Regions from separate parts of the Mus musculus genome. Here regions 1 and 3 are each linked to region 2. Evidence: chromatin contacts called from public HiChIP or PLAC-seq data. All regions are on one chromosome and are shown on one strand. Each heading gives the region's core, a stretch centred on a gene start, on an enhancer-like site or on the middle of the called end of the contact. The rest is flanking DNA. Distances are from core to core; before and after follow the strand shown. Region 1 holds the start of Stx16 (syntaxin 16). Region 2 overlaps Vapb (vesicle-associated membrane protein, associated protein B and C). Region 3 has its middle 6.1 kb from the start of Mir296.

Evidence for each region. HiChIP or PLAC-seq counts read pairs in DNA pulled down with a chosen protein or histone mark.
Region 1: a contact with region 2 is called in an H3K4me3 HiChIP or PLAC-seq map of embryonic stem cells, with 11 read pairs. The contact joins the promoter of Stx16 here to the enhancer-like site in region 2. A contact is called at or near these places in 5 of 39 promoter capture datasets (the 3T3-L1 cell line, cancer-associated fibroblasts, cranial neural crest and 2 more), 13 of 484 Hi-C or Micro-C datasets (the G1E-ER4 cell line, the N1E-115 cell line, adipose-derived mesenchymal stem cells and 7 more), 17 of 115 datasets of contacts at active chromatin or transcription factors (the NIH/3T3 cell line, bone marrow-derived macrophages, cardiomyocytes and 14 more) and 2 of 9 other capture datasets (embryonic stem cells and pancreatic islet).
Region 3: an H3K27ac HiChIP or PLAC-seq map of embryonic stem cells shows a contact between it and region 2, with 5 times the contacts expected there. The contact joins two enhancer-like sites. A contact is called at or near these places in 3 of 39 promoter capture datasets (3T3-L1-derived adipocytes, cranial neural crest and liver), 1 of 484 Hi-C or Micro-C datasets (the G1E-ER4 cell line) and 6 of 115 datasets of contacts at active chromatin or transcription factors (embryonic stem cells, extraembryonic endoderm stem cells and trophoblast stem cells).

What each region holds. Positions count from the first base shown.
Region 1 is chr2:174,075,626-174,078,325 of GRCm38.p6, reverse strand. It overlaps Stx16 (syntaxin 16), which reads right to left and starts at 1,275. Exons shown (of 9, transcript NM_172675.4): 1 at 1,137-1,275. The coding sequence starts at 1,268.
Region 2 is chr2:173,769,479-173,772,178 of GRCm38.p6, reverse strand. Vapb (vesicle-associated membrane protein, associated protein B and C) reads right to left here. Exons shown (of 6, transcript NM_019806.5): 3 at 555-658. Among named protein-coding and RNA genes, the nearest start is that of Vapb, 33 kb to the right of the region's middle. Within about 2 kb of position 1,303, at least 80 of the 459 cell types and tissues checked have an H3K27ac peak or open chromatin away from gene starts, as enhancers often do. A contact at or near this core is called in the N1E-115 cell line, adipose-derived mesenchymal stem cells, bone marrow-derived macrophages and 7 more, where this site is marked.
Region 3 is chr2:174,259,723-174,262,422 of GRCm38.p6, reverse strand. No RefSeq gene overlaps it. Among named protein-coding and RNA genes, the nearest start is that of Mir296, 6.1 kb to the left of the region's middle. Within about 2 kb of position 1,347, at least 22 of the 459 cell types and tissues checked have an H3K27ac peak or open chromatin away from gene starts, as enhancers often do. A contact at or near this core is called in embryonic stem cells and trophoblast stem cells, where this site is marked.

The DNA.
Region 1 (2,700 bases), core at 26-2,525, 310 kb before region 2:
CGTTTCACGAACTATGTTTCAAATGCAGCCCCTAAGGTCGTGGGGTGACCGTGCATTCCCCCATGTTTCAAGGCTGCTTCCATTCAAACCTTCCCTTTTCAATTAAAGGTATTATTACAAAGCTAACAATATTCATCTGGCTGCACCATTCAGACCCGCCCCCTATCTGAGAGAGCAGGAAACTGAGGCTCTGGAAGCCAAAGCCTCCATCAAAAACAAACCAAATACAGCAATCATACTGGAACATTGCTTTGAAAAAGAACAACAACAATAACAAAACCCTACACTGCTAGGCGAAGTGAAGTTCTGGTCAATAAAATCAAAAGCCATGTGCTATTTTGGGGGATTAATTTTCACATCCGCATCATGTTGGTTCCTTTTTTTGTTTTGTTTTGTTTTTTTAAAAAAAAGTTCGAATGGAGAAGCTTAATTTCCTGTGTGGGAAATGGAAAATGAAGCGCCTAGCACCTTGCAATCTCACCAACATGAGTCCTCGGAGGGGGGAGGGCGGGGGGGGGGGGCAGCAAAGCAATTACTCCTAGTGTACATGGCCACACCGAGAACTAGGGCCATTGGAAGAAAAATAGTGGGAAAGAAAATGAGCTGAGCTGAGCAGACCACACACACACACACACACACACACACACACACACACACTCCTTCCTGGGGGGGGGGGGTCTGCAAGGATTTGAGTCAGCTAACCACCCACCTGGCCCACAGAACCAAAGTGAGGCCATTGCAGGGGGGGGGGGGGGGAGTGCCAAACAGAACAGAACAAAACAAAAAGAAGGTTGGAGAAAGGCCTAGGTTCCAAGTCCTCGTGTTAAAACATATGTAAATCGAGGCTGCCCGACGGATGGTGGGGGAGGAGGACCAGGAGGCCCAGGAAGTGAGAAGGCAGGGCAGGGGTTGATACTGTGGTCCCCATTGGGGGTTGCAAGTGCCCCATAAGCCATGGCCGTGCTCCACTTCCTTCTGTATCACACTCCTAGTCGTCGTCGCCTTGTTATTGTTGTTGTTCTTTTTTTCTTTTTTTTTTTTCTTTTTAGACAGAGAGACAGACAAGAGACAGACAGACAGGCAGAGCCGCAGTGCACACGGTGTGTGTGTCTGGAGAGGCCGCCAGGAAGACTCACCGCAGCAATGCTACGTGAATGCAGAGGGCTGGAGGTGGTGTGACTACTCACTTGCTCGGCTAACAGCTGCCGGGTTTGGATGGAATTATTCCGCAACAACAAGAAAGCGTCGGTTAAACGCCTGGTGGCCATTGTCTCCCCCTTTGTGACCCCCCCTCTCAGGGTCTCCCACCCCCCCTTGTAGTCCTGATTTGTTCACTTTCTCTCTTGGTCTGGCCTAGCTGATTCCACTCTTGCACAGAAATCTCTCTTGACAAAGCCTTAGGCTTTTCACGGCGCGATTTTGCAATCCGCCTAAGCGCGGAGACCCCTCCCCAAATAACCACCTCGCCTTTTCCAACTGCCTGACTCCCCCTACCCCAAGGCTGGCTCGGATCTCAAAGCACTCGAATCCCCCCAATCCTAGCGTCGAAATCAAACGTCCTGGAGACCCCTCCCCAATCCCAGCTCGGATCCACAAGCGCCTGACGCGCCAATCCGGCTCGGGGATGGGAGAGACCCCTACCCACTCACTTCCTAAGACCTCCCCAAAGGTGCTGGCGCCCTAACCCTAACTCAGAGCGCCTGCGTGCCCGGCATGTGGCTCTAACTCCGAGTTTGGGTTAACTCTCCTCACAAAAGGCCTGCTCCAAACAGGCCGAGCCCACAACGACAAAGGAGCGTCTACAGCTCCCATATAGTCGCCTGAGCCTACTGAGGCTCAGCCCGACCTGACCCCTCTCTTTCCTGTGCGGCCTGCTTCTCCACTGCCAGGAGGCTGCGGGCCTCCACGAGGACCTCACGGCCTGCCTCCCCCAGCCTCCTCACTCCTCTTCACCGGCACCCTCCATCCCGGGATCAGGCTGCAACCCTGCCCAAGGCCGCTTCCGTGCAGTGGTCCCGGGCTCTAGCATTCCCCCGGCCCTCTTCCTGTCCGTTCCTCGCGGGTGCCCCCCTGCGACATTCATGAGATTGCTTGCAACGTTCCGGGAGCGGGAGCTCCCTTATTGCCCTGCCCCGGGATGGGAGTGCTCCGCCCTCTCTGGGACAGTTCCCGGGGCGCCTTCTTCCCCTTTTCCTAAGAGTGTACAGACTCTGGGGCAGGCGTCCTGGCCCCAAAAAACGGCTTCAAAACCTTGGCCCTGGAGCCGAAGACCACCACTGGGGTCCAGGCAATTGTAAACTTCTAGTAGGATTGTCAGGCAGGCAGAAATGTGGAAACGTGGCTCTTGCAGAGCCTAGTCCTGCGCGGGGGCGGAGGAAAAGTGGAAGAAGTCTGCCTCTGCAGGCCAGGCACGCTCCACTGCAGGCGCCTGGCGCTGCTGAGATGGCCTTACCTTTTTATTTTTTTATTTTTTTTCTTTAAACTGTGAGAAAAAAAAAAGTATCCGAAAAACAACCAGGCCAGGGAAAAAAGAAAAAAATAATAATAAAAAAAGCTTGGGCGCTAGGCCTTGCTGGCCTTACTGTGGGCAATAAAGAGTGGTCAGGCATCTACACTTGGGCACTACAATGTTGTGCCCAAGTGGGAAAGGTTCCTAAACTTAGAGACAACCCCTCAGCCCCACTCCCCCAAAAAGTACTT
Region 2 (2,700 bases), core at 54-2,553:
ATTTATAAAAAACGAAGGCATCTTAATTTTACCAAAATTAGGGACACTGTTAAACATGTACTTACATGAGGAAGGAGGGATAAAAATGAAGGCAATTAAAGAACAAAGAAGCAGGGCCTGTTCAGAGACAGAGCAGATGCTTAGTGTGAACAAGACCCAAGCTCCGTCCTCAGTAAAGAGGGAAGAACAAAGCTGACCAGAGCTACTTCCGCTCCGCAGAGGAAAGCAACAGCGGGCAGTATCACTGGGGGGGAGGGGAGGGGCATTTAATGTTAGGCAAACCCTTCCGGGCATGAGGGCTGGAGACAGGCCAGAAGCATCCACTCAGGATAGAGCACGCCGCTGTGGTGCAGGAGAGGGAGGAGAAGGTCCACAAGAGCAGAGAATTGAAGCAAGTTCAGTTCATCGAGTCAGAAAAGAACAGCCATGTAAAATGTTAAAGCTATTCATCAAAGTTGGGAAAGTGGTACAGGGGCCTGAGTGTACACCTCCCTAACAGCACCCGCCATGGCTGCCCTAGCGGGCTGGAGAGAAGAAGAAGTGTTCGTACTTACTACTGCCTCCATATCAGAAGTGTCAGGCGGAGCAAACATAGACTGAACCATAAACTTGTGTTTACTTTTCTCATTGGGATCATAATCGAAAGGCTGTAACATCACTGAGAAAGAAAATATTTCATTAGGAGGGTCACAATGTGGTTATCGGAGTCGTTTGTCACGCTAGGTCTTACACTGTGGAGGAAAACAGCTCCCCAGCTCTCCCATCTGGACCCTGAGGAAGGCCGTGGCCAGCAGAGATGTACAACTTCCCCAACCCCCATCTTTCAGGTCAGCAGTTAAGGCCAGAAAAACTGGGGCCTGTCCCAGCCTCACAGCAGGTGCCAGCTGAGCTGTAGGTGGGTCTGGAACTTGGGTGCCTGATTTCTGATACAAAGATTGTGCGCTCACACAGAGCCACCCTCACCTATCTCACAGCTCTCGCTGAAGACATAAAATGGGAGAAACACCAAAGTCCTATTTTTCTCAAGGAAACATTGCCAAATGATCTTTTCGAGAAAGAAAACAGAATAACTCAAATCATTTCAGGATGGTTTTCACTTCTCTCCACCCCATTTCCCACGCAGCTCATCAAGGTAAGGCTTGAAATATGATTTTGCCAATAGAATTCTGGAGACGGCATAAAAGCTGGATTTGCCACAGCAGGAAAAGCAATTCCAACTCCTGCCCTACCCCCACCCAGAACCCAGAGGGAGCTCACCCAAGGCACCCCGCTGTACTGAGGGAGTCTTGTATTCTGATTCACTTCCTCGGACCTGTTTCCCCATGACTCAGCCAGGCCCAGTTATAGGAGGGCTGCTATACTCTCTCTGCTGCACAGCTTTAATAAGCTTTGCCCCTAGTGGCCTTCCCTGAAACCTAAGTTCACAATCAGGGGGCACCTCAGAGTCAGTGTGGGCCTTGCATCTCCAACCAGAACCTAGGCTCCTGCTCTTCAGACTGCCATTACCCCACTCCATCCGAAGAAGCAGGCGCTGCTGTGGGAGGAGGGCATTATTCTGCTGTCTATTTTTCTGATTAAAACAACAACAACAGCAAAATAAAAAACAGAAAAACCTGAAATAGAACCCAGTTTCCTTAGTCCACAAATGCATGCACACGCGCGCACACACACAGGCACGCACACACGCACACACACACACAGGCACGCACACACGCACACACAGGCACGCACACACGCACACACACACACACAGGCACGCACACACGCACGCACACACACAGGCACGCACACACGCACACACACACACAGGCACGCACACACGCACACACACACACACAGGCACGCACACACGCACACACACACACACAGGCACGCACACACGCACGCACACACACAGGCACGCACACACGCACACACACACACACACACACAGGCACGCGCGCACACACACACACACACACACACAGGCACGCACACACGCGCACGCGCGCGCACACACACACACACAGGCACGCACACACGTACGCGTGCGCACACACACACACACACACACACGCACACACACACATAGGCACGCACACACACACAGAGGCACGCACACACACACACACACACACAGGCACGCGCGCGCACACACACACACACACACACACACAGGCACGCATGCACACACACACAGGCACGCACACACACACACACACACACACACAGGCACGCGCGCACACACACACACACACACACACACAGGCACGCACACACGCACACACACACAGGCACGCACACACGCACACACACACACACACAGGCACACGCACGCACGCACACACACACAGGCACGCACACACGCACACACACACACACACACACACAGGCACACGCACGCACGCACACACACACACACACACACACACACACACAAACCCAAAGGTCTGCCCCACAGCTCCTGCTACTGTGTATCAAAGGATATCAGGCCTGCCTTCTGCAGTCTGTCCCATGAGAAGTTTCTCCTTCCTAGATAGGAGGAGATAAAAGGCTAGGAGGGGTTCCTGCCTGGCTGAGTCCAGGCTTACATTCATTCCCACACTATGGGTCCGATTTGCCTGTAGTTGGTAGCCCACACCTTTAATCCCGCACTCTGGAGGCAGAGGCGGAGGCAGGTGGCTCTCAATTTGAGGCCAGCTTGGTCTACAAAGCACACGC
Region 3 (2,700 bases), core at 98-2,597, 490 kb before region 2:
AAAGTGAGGGGCAGGGGAAGAGACAGACTTTCAGGGCTTGTAGGTCCCTGGGGAACATGGGTCAAGGGGGACTCTGACATCTTAGGAGGATTAGGGCATCATTATGCCATGGACAAGGAAATGGGGCTATGGCCTGCTGAGGGGTCACTCTCTAGGTTTGTCCTTTGGGACCAGGGAAGGGATTGTTTCTTCTCATGGAAAACACACACACACACACACACACACACACACGCACGCCGCCACCACCACCACTACCCAACACAACTGTTAGGTCAGAAAGCTTCCCAGAGCCACCCAAGGGTGCAATGGGGTATGTGTGGAGATGGGGGCAGGCTGCGAAAGGGGCCAGAAAGAGAGGCTTCCAGGGCCCCTCTTTTTCCAGCAGCAGTTGAAAAACTTGGCTTCCTTCGTGAAAATCCAATAAAATCAGCCTGTGACTCACCTCTCCCATCCCCTGTTGTTTTTCAGCTCTCCAACAGGTCTCACGAATTTGTCTCTCTTTTTTTTTTCACCCCTGTTCTAAAATATCTGAAGCTCAAAAGATGGCAAGGTTTATATGGAATAAAAACAAAACAAAAAACAAACAAACAAACAATCTCCCCCTCTACCTCCATCCCAATCTTAGCCTACAGGATTAAAGCAGACTTTCTTTACTTCTGTTTCCCAAAGAATTCAATTAAAACCAAACCTCAAACAGCCCAGCACTCCTCACTGACCTGGGCTGAAAGGTTGAAACACCCTAAGGCTTTCTCCTCCCTTCCCTTCCCCACCCCTGCCCCCACCCCCACAAAGCATCCTGGGATGCTATCAGCAGTCTATTGTACAGGCAGGCATTCTTTGATCAGTCTCCTTCCCCCTTTGTAGGGCTGGAAACTGAGGCTGAGGAAAGACAATGTACTTAAAGCTCTTGGCTAATCTTCCATATTGAAATGCAAAGGGTAGTGGGGGCATGGTGGGGCACGCACTTGCAGGCATACACACACCCTTAATTCCAGCACTTAGGAAGCAGATGCAGGCAAAATTCAGAGTTTGAGGCTAGCCTCTTCCATCTGTCTGAAAGAATTGAAAAGAAGAAAGGAAAAAAACAAAACAAAACAACAACGAAATAACCCCAACAACAACAACTTGGAACTTAGACCTTTTTCTGGTTCTGGGGTAATTTTGCTCTTCCCAAAGAACGTGTGGCAATATCTAGAGACAGCTTTTAGTTGTCACAGTTGAGCCTGGTTCCCTGGAGGAGTTAAGGAGACTGTTCAATATCTTGCAAAGGACTGGACAAACACCCTAAAGGACTACTCAGCCATGGCACATCAACTGTTGAGAACAGAGTCACCACCCCACCCCCTCCCGACCCCTCTGGCCCCACAGGCAACCCAGGATTTCAGGAGAATAAATACAAGCCCACACCACACAGAGAGAGAGAGCTAGCAAGATAAGTACCAAGATGTCTCCACTTGTTTATCTCCTGCTGTAAGGAAGATTTCTTTTCATGTCTCTTTCTCATGGTTTCCTGTACGGTTGGAATTTTTAAAGAAAGAATGTGCATGTATCATTTTTATAATCAGAAAAAGAAGAGCTGTTTTCATTTTGCAAAAATGAAAAAGGGCTTTAGGACTTATCGATTCTGACCCAGGCCCCTCACTAACTAGCTGTCAGGAACAGCTATCTGGAAAATGTGTGCACCGAAAAGGTGAGGGTGAGTGCCTATAGGAATACGGAGTAACATTATCCTGGGAAGCTCTCTGAGCTCTTTCTCTCTCTCTCTCTCTCTCTCTCTCTCTCTCTCTCTCTCTCTCTCTCTCTCTCTCTCTCTCTCGTGCATTTCCCCTCTGAAATTGTGTGTGTGCTTTGTAGCATAGAAATCAGGGAGACTCAGGGAGGGTCCATCTGTGCCAGCTACCTGACTAGTGACGGACACAGGATACACCCAGCATCCTCCCAGCCCTTAGGAAATGTGGAGAAGATATTTCCAATGCTCCAAGGTAGCTATCAGTTCCTGCATAATTTTGATTTTTATCTCAGAATTGGGCTAGGGCTGGATTTCTATACAGAGAGCCACTGACCATTTAGGTGAGATCATTCTTAATTGTAGAGACCGTTGCTGGGCTAGTGAGATGCTTAGCAGTGTCCTTGGCCTGGCTTCCCATTAGATGCTAATAGCACTCCCAACCCCCATCCACCCCAGCAAGAGTGAGAAACCTAAAATGTCTCCAGATTTAAGGGCAAATGTCCTGTGGGGGCGCCCAAGGTCACAGCTGGTACAGACCCCTCGGCTCCAGCCTGCCTGATGTTTCAGAAAAAAGACTTCATAAAGATGACAGTCCCCCATGTCAGGATCCTGCTTGCTGCATTTCTGAGTCACTGCCTGTGTTTCTCTGTCTTTAAAAATCTTCCATTTGTGTCTGCCCCCTTGGAAACAGCCCTGCACCCAAATGTGAGCCTCTTGGTGGTCTGAAAAGCCCTGTTAAGCCCCATCAAAGCCTAAGTCTAGAACTCTGGTTATTCCTGCAAACACTGACAGGGCCGATGGGAGCCATAGACAGGAGCCACTGAACACAGAAAAACAAACCCCTTGTTTCCTAGGATTGCGCACATCCACCAACTAATTGCGAGAAGACCAGGAGAGATGCTGCGGGGCCACTTTTCACGCCACAGCCTAAATCGGAACAAGAAGATGAACTTTAAATTGAGTAAGATAAA